2 separate regions of the Mus musculus genome follow, and region 1 is linked to region 2. The links are chromatin contacts, called in public Hi-C maps. All regions are on one chromosome and are shown on one strand. Each heading gives the region's core, a stretch centred on a gene start, on an enhancer-like site or on the middle of the called end of the contact. The rest is flanking DNA. Distances are from core to core; before and after follow the strand shown.

Region 1 (3,212 bases), core at 217-2,716, 74 kb before region 2:
AATTACAGAAGCCAAGGTGTCCTAAATAAACAAGTTAGTGTAAAGAAGACAAAGGCAAACTCAAAGGAAGCCTCTGAAGGCCGTAAGTGAGAACCTCTGACAGGTCATGATGCTTACACTGTAACATCATCCTATTGTACAAGCTATTTTGCATACTCTTTCCCATAACACTTGTAACTCCTAAGGTCTGAGATTTTTAAAGCACTTTAAAATTCTAAGATATAAGTACAACAAAGTCTGTGACCTGGGAACGACAAATAGCTTCATAGAATAAATAAAATGTAAGGACAGGAAATAGGCTTGTGCCACTTAGCTCATTAGGAGTTCTTGTGGTCAGGTTATGTTGAAAAACAGTGCTGGCACCACCATGAAATGAGCCTGCAGGGAAGAGCAGGAGGCTCCAGGGTGTCCTTGTGACCGCATACTCAAAGCCCATGAACCATGTGCTGGCTGACATGAAGGCAGGGGCAGTAGCTGGCCTGGAGCAGGGGCGTCCTACCAATTCTTGTACAAGCCAAGAAAGGAATGCAGAGCCTGAGCAGCACTCCCAGGGTGGCCTTCAGGTGGCAATAACTACAATTACCCAGTCATTGTTCATCCTTAAGTGGGATTGCCTGCTGTCCCCTCAGAACAAGCAAATATGGCCATCCACTGGTAAAATATGGTTAACTCTTCAGAGAATTTTTTCACACTTTTTAAAGATAGAAATAATCAGGGTATAGAGGGCTACGAAACCAGGCTTAGAACAACTCTATCCCATTCTCAAGATTTCATACTGGATTGTGTCTCTGAGTTTTTAATTATTAACAGACTAACTTTAATAATTAATATATTTTTATTTACATACTACTATTAATAAATTAATAATAAAAAGGAATTGAGGTATTCAATACCCAAACCTAACACAACCACCACAAACCTTAACAGACAAAAAAAGCAAACCAAAATTGTTCTGACCCAGTTACATCCCAATTAGCACAGACCCGCACGCTTCACCAAAACTCTTCTCCTTACTGTGAACACAAAATGCCAGCTGTGAAAGAAAGTGATACTGCTGGGCTTGCACACTTTAGTTGCCATAGAAACGGCAGAAATGGCAGAAGCTGGATGCCTCAAGTTATCAGCAATAAAATCAAACAGACAAAAATCAAAGCTACAGGGTTTTAGTTAAATTCTATTCTAAAGGCAAGTCATGAAAATATGCAACAGTAGCATGATTATACAGGGCTAGTCCTTTAATATTCATATTTCTACAGAATTTAGTAATTCTTAATCCTACACAGGATACTTTATATGTACTCCTGATCTGCTTTTCTGTTTATAGGATCAATTATTTCGCAGGGTTAAATTTCCTTCAGCTAATTGGTTTATCATAAATAGAACAACCACAGCAATCCACAAACATTCTACTCCGTTTGCTTTGCACTCCCTACTTCAGCATATCTGGGAATCTCAGTATGACTCTTAACAGCACCAAAGACCAACAGCAGACACACGAGTGACCCAGTCTTGAATGGTAGGGACAGGGACTCAGAGTTAAGTTGGGTTAGTTGCTGTAACAATGGACAATGCTGGCCTGATATTAATGGCTACAACTATGCTTTCATTTAAATACAGTGTGGTACAATTCCCCTCACATTTGATACAGAAGTCAAATCCCAGGATATTTATTTTGCACACTGTTCTTCATTGTTCCCCTGAACAAATAAGATTCTGTGCTACAGAACAAATAACTACCCAACAGGAAGCACTGTGCTTTCTTTTCTTGAACAAACAGAGTAGTCATTTGCAGACATTACTCTACCGTAATTATCTATACCATAAAAAACTTCATTAATTGGATAGCTGAGCATTTAAAAATACAGCAAGGCACAGTGACTAAACCAGTAATCCCAGCATTTGGGAAGTGGATGCAGGGTTCAAAGTCTTTCTTGGTTACTTAGCAAATTCAAGGCTAGTCTAGGAAACGAGAGCCAATCTCCAAACAAACAAACAAACGAATAAATAGAGATTGCTGGACATGGTGGAATACTCCCTTAATATCAGCACTTGAGAAGCAGAGGCAAATATAACTCTATGAATTCCCAGATAGCTAAGGCTACCTAAAAACAAAGCAAAACAAGCAAACAAGCCAGCAAACAAAAAGCCAAAGGGAAAGGAGTGGGGAAGAGGGATGGGAAAGGCAGAGGTGCGAAATGCAAGAATGCGACTTCACGCTTCTAGACATTAGAGAACAGAGCCCTGCCATACACTAGTCGGCTATGGAACAAAATATGAAGTACGTTCCCAATGGTGAACACTCACAATCTACCTAGTTATGGGGTTAGGTACAAGTGTCCTTTGATGGGTAACATCCCAATTTTAATAGAAGTATCAAGAGATGAATGAACACCCTAAAATATACTAAGATTATTTCTGATATGTTTTAAAATTTTGGATTTTATTCCGGGGTTCCAAAAACCACATGTACACTAATGATCCCCAAATTAAGACTACTAGGTCTCTAATCTCCCATGTTATCTTAGAAATAGATCATATTCACAAGTACCATAAACTCCTTCCATCTAAGATTAATTTTTCCTTCTCCCTAACAAAACTGTCTTTTCCTAGTATTCCTGGGTCAACAAAAGCAGAAGTCTGACCTTGGCCCTGTCCTTGAATCTAGTCATTGCTCCTCTGCTTCTTAAGAACTAAGTATTCACAATGGCCTTTCCTCCTCTTTTTACTCATCAGCTTGCTCAGAGCTTCATGTTTTCTCACCAGCTGACTACAGCTACTTGATAGAGCTGCTGCCTATGAGTCCATACCAGCTCCATAACCCTGAGCCATCTCGCTTAAAAACTTGACTGGCCTAGGAAAACCCATATTTTAAAGACAACAATTAGGATCCACCATAACTGGTCTTCCTTGCTTTTTTGCCTTTTCTCTTTTGCAGTGATACCAACCTGTCGGTAGTTTCTTAGTCTACATCTTTATTGGTGCCATTTCTTCTGCCTGCAATGCTCCGAGACCCACTGCTTTCACCATATGAGCTTATGTGCAGTGTTCCAAGGCCCTCACCCAGCTGCTTAGGCTCCACTTCCGTGTTCTCAGTACTGTACGCTGAGCTAGTCCTTGAATGGTGTGTGTGTGTGTGGGGGGGGGGGTGTATGTGTCTGGGTTTGTGTGTGTGTCTGAGTGTGTCTGGGTATGAGGGAGAGGGAGAAGGAAAG
Region 2 (3,394 bases), core at 788-3,287:
TCTAGCATGCACGAAGCCCTAGGTTCAATTCCCAGCACCAGATAAAAACAGGCATGATGGTACAGGCTTTGGACTTGGGAGGCAGAAGCAGGAGAACCAGATGTTCACTGCCAACCTTGGCTAACTAACAAAAACCCAGCCAAAGCTACATGAGACTCTCTCTCAAAAAGAAAAGGGTAGGGGGAGGTTAACACCCTGGAGAAATGATTCAGAAGTTAAGAGTCAACCCGATCTTGCAGAGGACCAAATTCAGTTCCCAGGGGAATCCAATGCCTCTCACCTCCACTGCACACACACATACACACAAACACACGCGCACACACACACTTTTTAAAATTCTTTATAACCATATATTTAATCTCATCTTCCTCAAAGAAACTAAAAGGGGTGGAGGTAGACAAGATGCCTTTCTATGTTTTGATAATCTACTGAGACTCTTAATTATACCTATATATACCATATCACAGTTAAATATGCATAATTTAAAATGATAAAAAATAACCAATTAACTTAGAAATGAAGTACAAAAAATTCTTAGGAAAATTATTTTCAATTACTACTGGTAAATTAAAAGTAGCCATTAAAGAACGTAAAAGGCCACAGGGTTTCAATATAAAGGTATAGCTTACTCCACTAAATAATCTGAAAGTCCTACCTACTGCTGCTAAGAGATAGGAGCAAGTGAAACAAACGGTGAACTCAGCTGACTGGCTGTGTCTTGAGCAAATGAACGTTACTCAACCTCGCATGAACCGCACATCCTCCATGTCAGGCACAATGCACAGACACTTACTTGATACCTAGTAGAACACAATTTCCAAAGGACAGAAAACAATTACTCTAAAAATTTAATAAAATTAAACAAGAAAACAGATACCCCAATTCTCATTCAGAATCTACCTACAAACTGACATTGTTATTAACTTTATGCTTTGCAGTATAACCTATATTGCTAAATATGTCAGCTGGGGCTAGGGAGATGGCTCAGTGGTTAAGAGCACTGACTGTTCTTCCAGAGGTCCTGAGTTCAATTCCCACATGGTGGCTCACAACCATCTGTAATGGGATCCGATGCCCTCTTCTGGTTGTCTGAAGACAGCTACAGTGTATACTCATAGACATTAAATAAAAATCTTTTTAAAAAAATTGTTAGCTGCTACAGATCTTTTTTTAATTAAAGAAAAAACTGTAAACCAAATGTGCTGACGCACAACTTTAATCTCAGCACTGAAGGGACCGAGGTACAAGCATCTGTGAGAATTCGAGTTCAACACAGTCCACAACAGAAAGTTCTGGACCAGCCAGGTTTACACAGTGAGACCTTGGTACCCTGCCTCCAAACAAAAATACAAAGTTACTAGAGCTGAGAAAGTTGTCTCACTAGGTAAAAGTGCTGTCACACAAATATGCAAAAATGAAGACCTGAGTTCAAATGCCCGTAAGTCTCATAAAAGCCTGACGTATTATGTGATTGTCTGTAATCCCTGTTCACCCACAGCCAGCTAGGAGACAAAGGCAGAGGATCTGCAGAAGCTCACAGGCCACTACACTGCTGATGCACTGGAAAAGAGACTCTCAAACGGGGTGCAAGGTGAGGACCAACACTCAAGGTACATGCTGACCCACATTCACACATAGGGATGTGCTACATGCATGTGCCTATGCACAATTGTTAAAAGAATTGTTCCAGTAATATGAAGAAAATTCATAAAAACTTGCATAAACTCATAAAAGTAATATTTATAAGATCTGGCACATAAATGGCAAAATGATCCCCTTTTTTTGGTCAAAGAAACATTGCCCAAGAAAGGTATATCAGATTTTCTGATCCTAATCTCATTATTTTCTTTAAAAGCAACTCATTAAAAAAACCTCTATAAAAATGTATTTTACAAGTATGTGGGATGTGTTTGTTTCTCTACTAAAACAAGCACAAACTTGAGAAGAGCATATTAACAAGTTGGGAAGAGCGGTAATTAGCATATTGGAGACTAACGTTTCTGGCACACGGAACCTAACACAAGAATGTCTATCCTCCAGTCATGAGTCATGGATTAGGCTGCCTCTCTATTTATTGTGAAGCAATCTTTCAGTAAAAGGAGCAGTAGGGAAGAATACAACATGAATAATGACTTGGACAAGTTCCCAGAAGAAACCACAGTGCAGCTAAGTCTGAGAAATGGCACAGTCATACTATACAATATACCAGTGTTCTCTTTTATGAGTTACTCCCAATCTTAATGTCAGAGCAAGTGAAAGTCACTCTCTAGCTCTCTATGGCTTTCTGATTTCTGTTACACTGGTCTGTGGGTGTGCACACAAGCAAGCACACAAAGGCCCACTGCAGAAGCCGTTTCTCTCCTGCCACTGCACGGGTCCCAGGGATTAGAACGCAACAGGCTTACTGGCACCAAATGTCGCATCCACTGAGCAGCTAGCTCAGCAGCTCCAACGTCTTTCTTTCTTTTTTTTTTCTTTTACAGGTTTTAGTAATAACGAATAAAAATGCATCATAAATGTGATCAAAGTGATGCATCTGTGATATCGTTTTAACTGCTGCGTGGTAACACAGAAAGCTGTCTCTTGATACATCCCACCCCAGCACACACAATGACACCAGAAGGCAACACCCTCTTCACTCTCAGCTGAGAAGTCTGCAACCTCCATCACGTGAGGACCACACACAAAGCCATCCTGGGACCTCCAAACACAACAGAGGCAAACAGCAGAGTTTATGTATATTTAAAGTTCCACTGCCCAAAACATAAAATGTCAAATGCCGATGTAAGTCTACATATCTGCCAAAGAAATCAGACTTTAGATCAGACAACAAGAAAATCAATAAAGTATCACAGGTCATCATATATTTTGCAACCAATTATGAAAAACAAAATTAAAACTCAAATGCTAACTGAGCTTGAGTGCTTGACTTTTACTACATACACTTCAAAAACAGGAAAACACGTATGCTCCTCGACTACTGGGAAACAGACCACAGAAGTGTGCACTCATATGAACTGAAACTAACAACTGTTTTCCAAGTCTGTAAGAGAACCAATACATGTATGTGGAAAATGGAAGATAGTAAACAGAAAAATAAACCTCACAAAATATGAAGCGTGAGTCCTATAGTTCAGGGCCCACTCTCTTAAGAACCAGAAATTATTGAACATAGATGGGGGAAACTATTTAAAATGCACCTGGAAGGGAACAGATGCAGAGAAAAAAGGGCGTGGGGCTAGACTGTAAAGCTAAAGCTATTCCAACAGCAAGATTGAATTCTGAGGTAATGCTGAAATGAGTAACGCACACTAGGCAGGCTGGTGGAAATGAATCTGTTCCAATACTGTAAAATGAAAATAACCATGAAACACACCTTTCAGAAACCATTCCT

The links. A called contact is a pair of places that touch in the nucleus more often than the background predicts.
Region 1: a contact with region 2 is called in a Hi-C map of cerebral cortex, with 1.8 times the contacts expected there. The contact joins two enhancer-like sites. A contact is called at or near these places in 1 of 15 datasets of contacts at CTCF or cohesin (CD8 T cells), 18 of 484 Hi-C or Micro-C datasets (the Ba/F3 cell line, the C10 cell line, CD4 T cells and 12 more), 9 of 115 datasets of contacts at active chromatin or transcription factors (CD8 T cells, the HPC-7 cell line, bone marrow-derived macrophages and 4 more) and 3 of 9 other capture datasets (bone marrow-derived macrophages, embryonic stem cells and liver).

What each region holds. Positions count from the first base shown.
Region 1 is chr10:40,444,670-40,447,881 of GRCm38.p6, reverse strand. All of the region lies in intron 4 of Cdk19 (cyclin-dependent kinase 19), which reads right to left. Among named protein-coding and RNA genes, the nearest start is that of Gm32234, 7.8 kb to the left of the region's middle. Within about 2 kb of position 1,466, at least 83 of the 459 cell types and tissues checked have an H3K27ac peak or open chromatin away from gene starts, as enhancers often do. A contact at or near this core is called in CD8 T cells, the HPC-7 cell line, bone marrow-derived macrophages and 4 more, where this site is marked.
Region 2 is chr10:40,371,269-40,374,662 of GRCm38.p6, reverse strand. All of the region lies in intron 1 of Cdk19 (cyclin-dependent kinase 19), which reads right to left. Among named protein-coding and RNA genes, the nearest start is that of Cdk19, 24 kb to the right of the region's middle. Within about 2 kb of position 2,037, at least 256 of the 459 cell types and tissues checked have an H3K27ac peak or open chromatin away from gene starts, as enhancers often do. A contact at or near this core is called in CD8 T cells, the HPC-7 cell line, bone marrow-derived macrophages and 4 more, where this site is marked.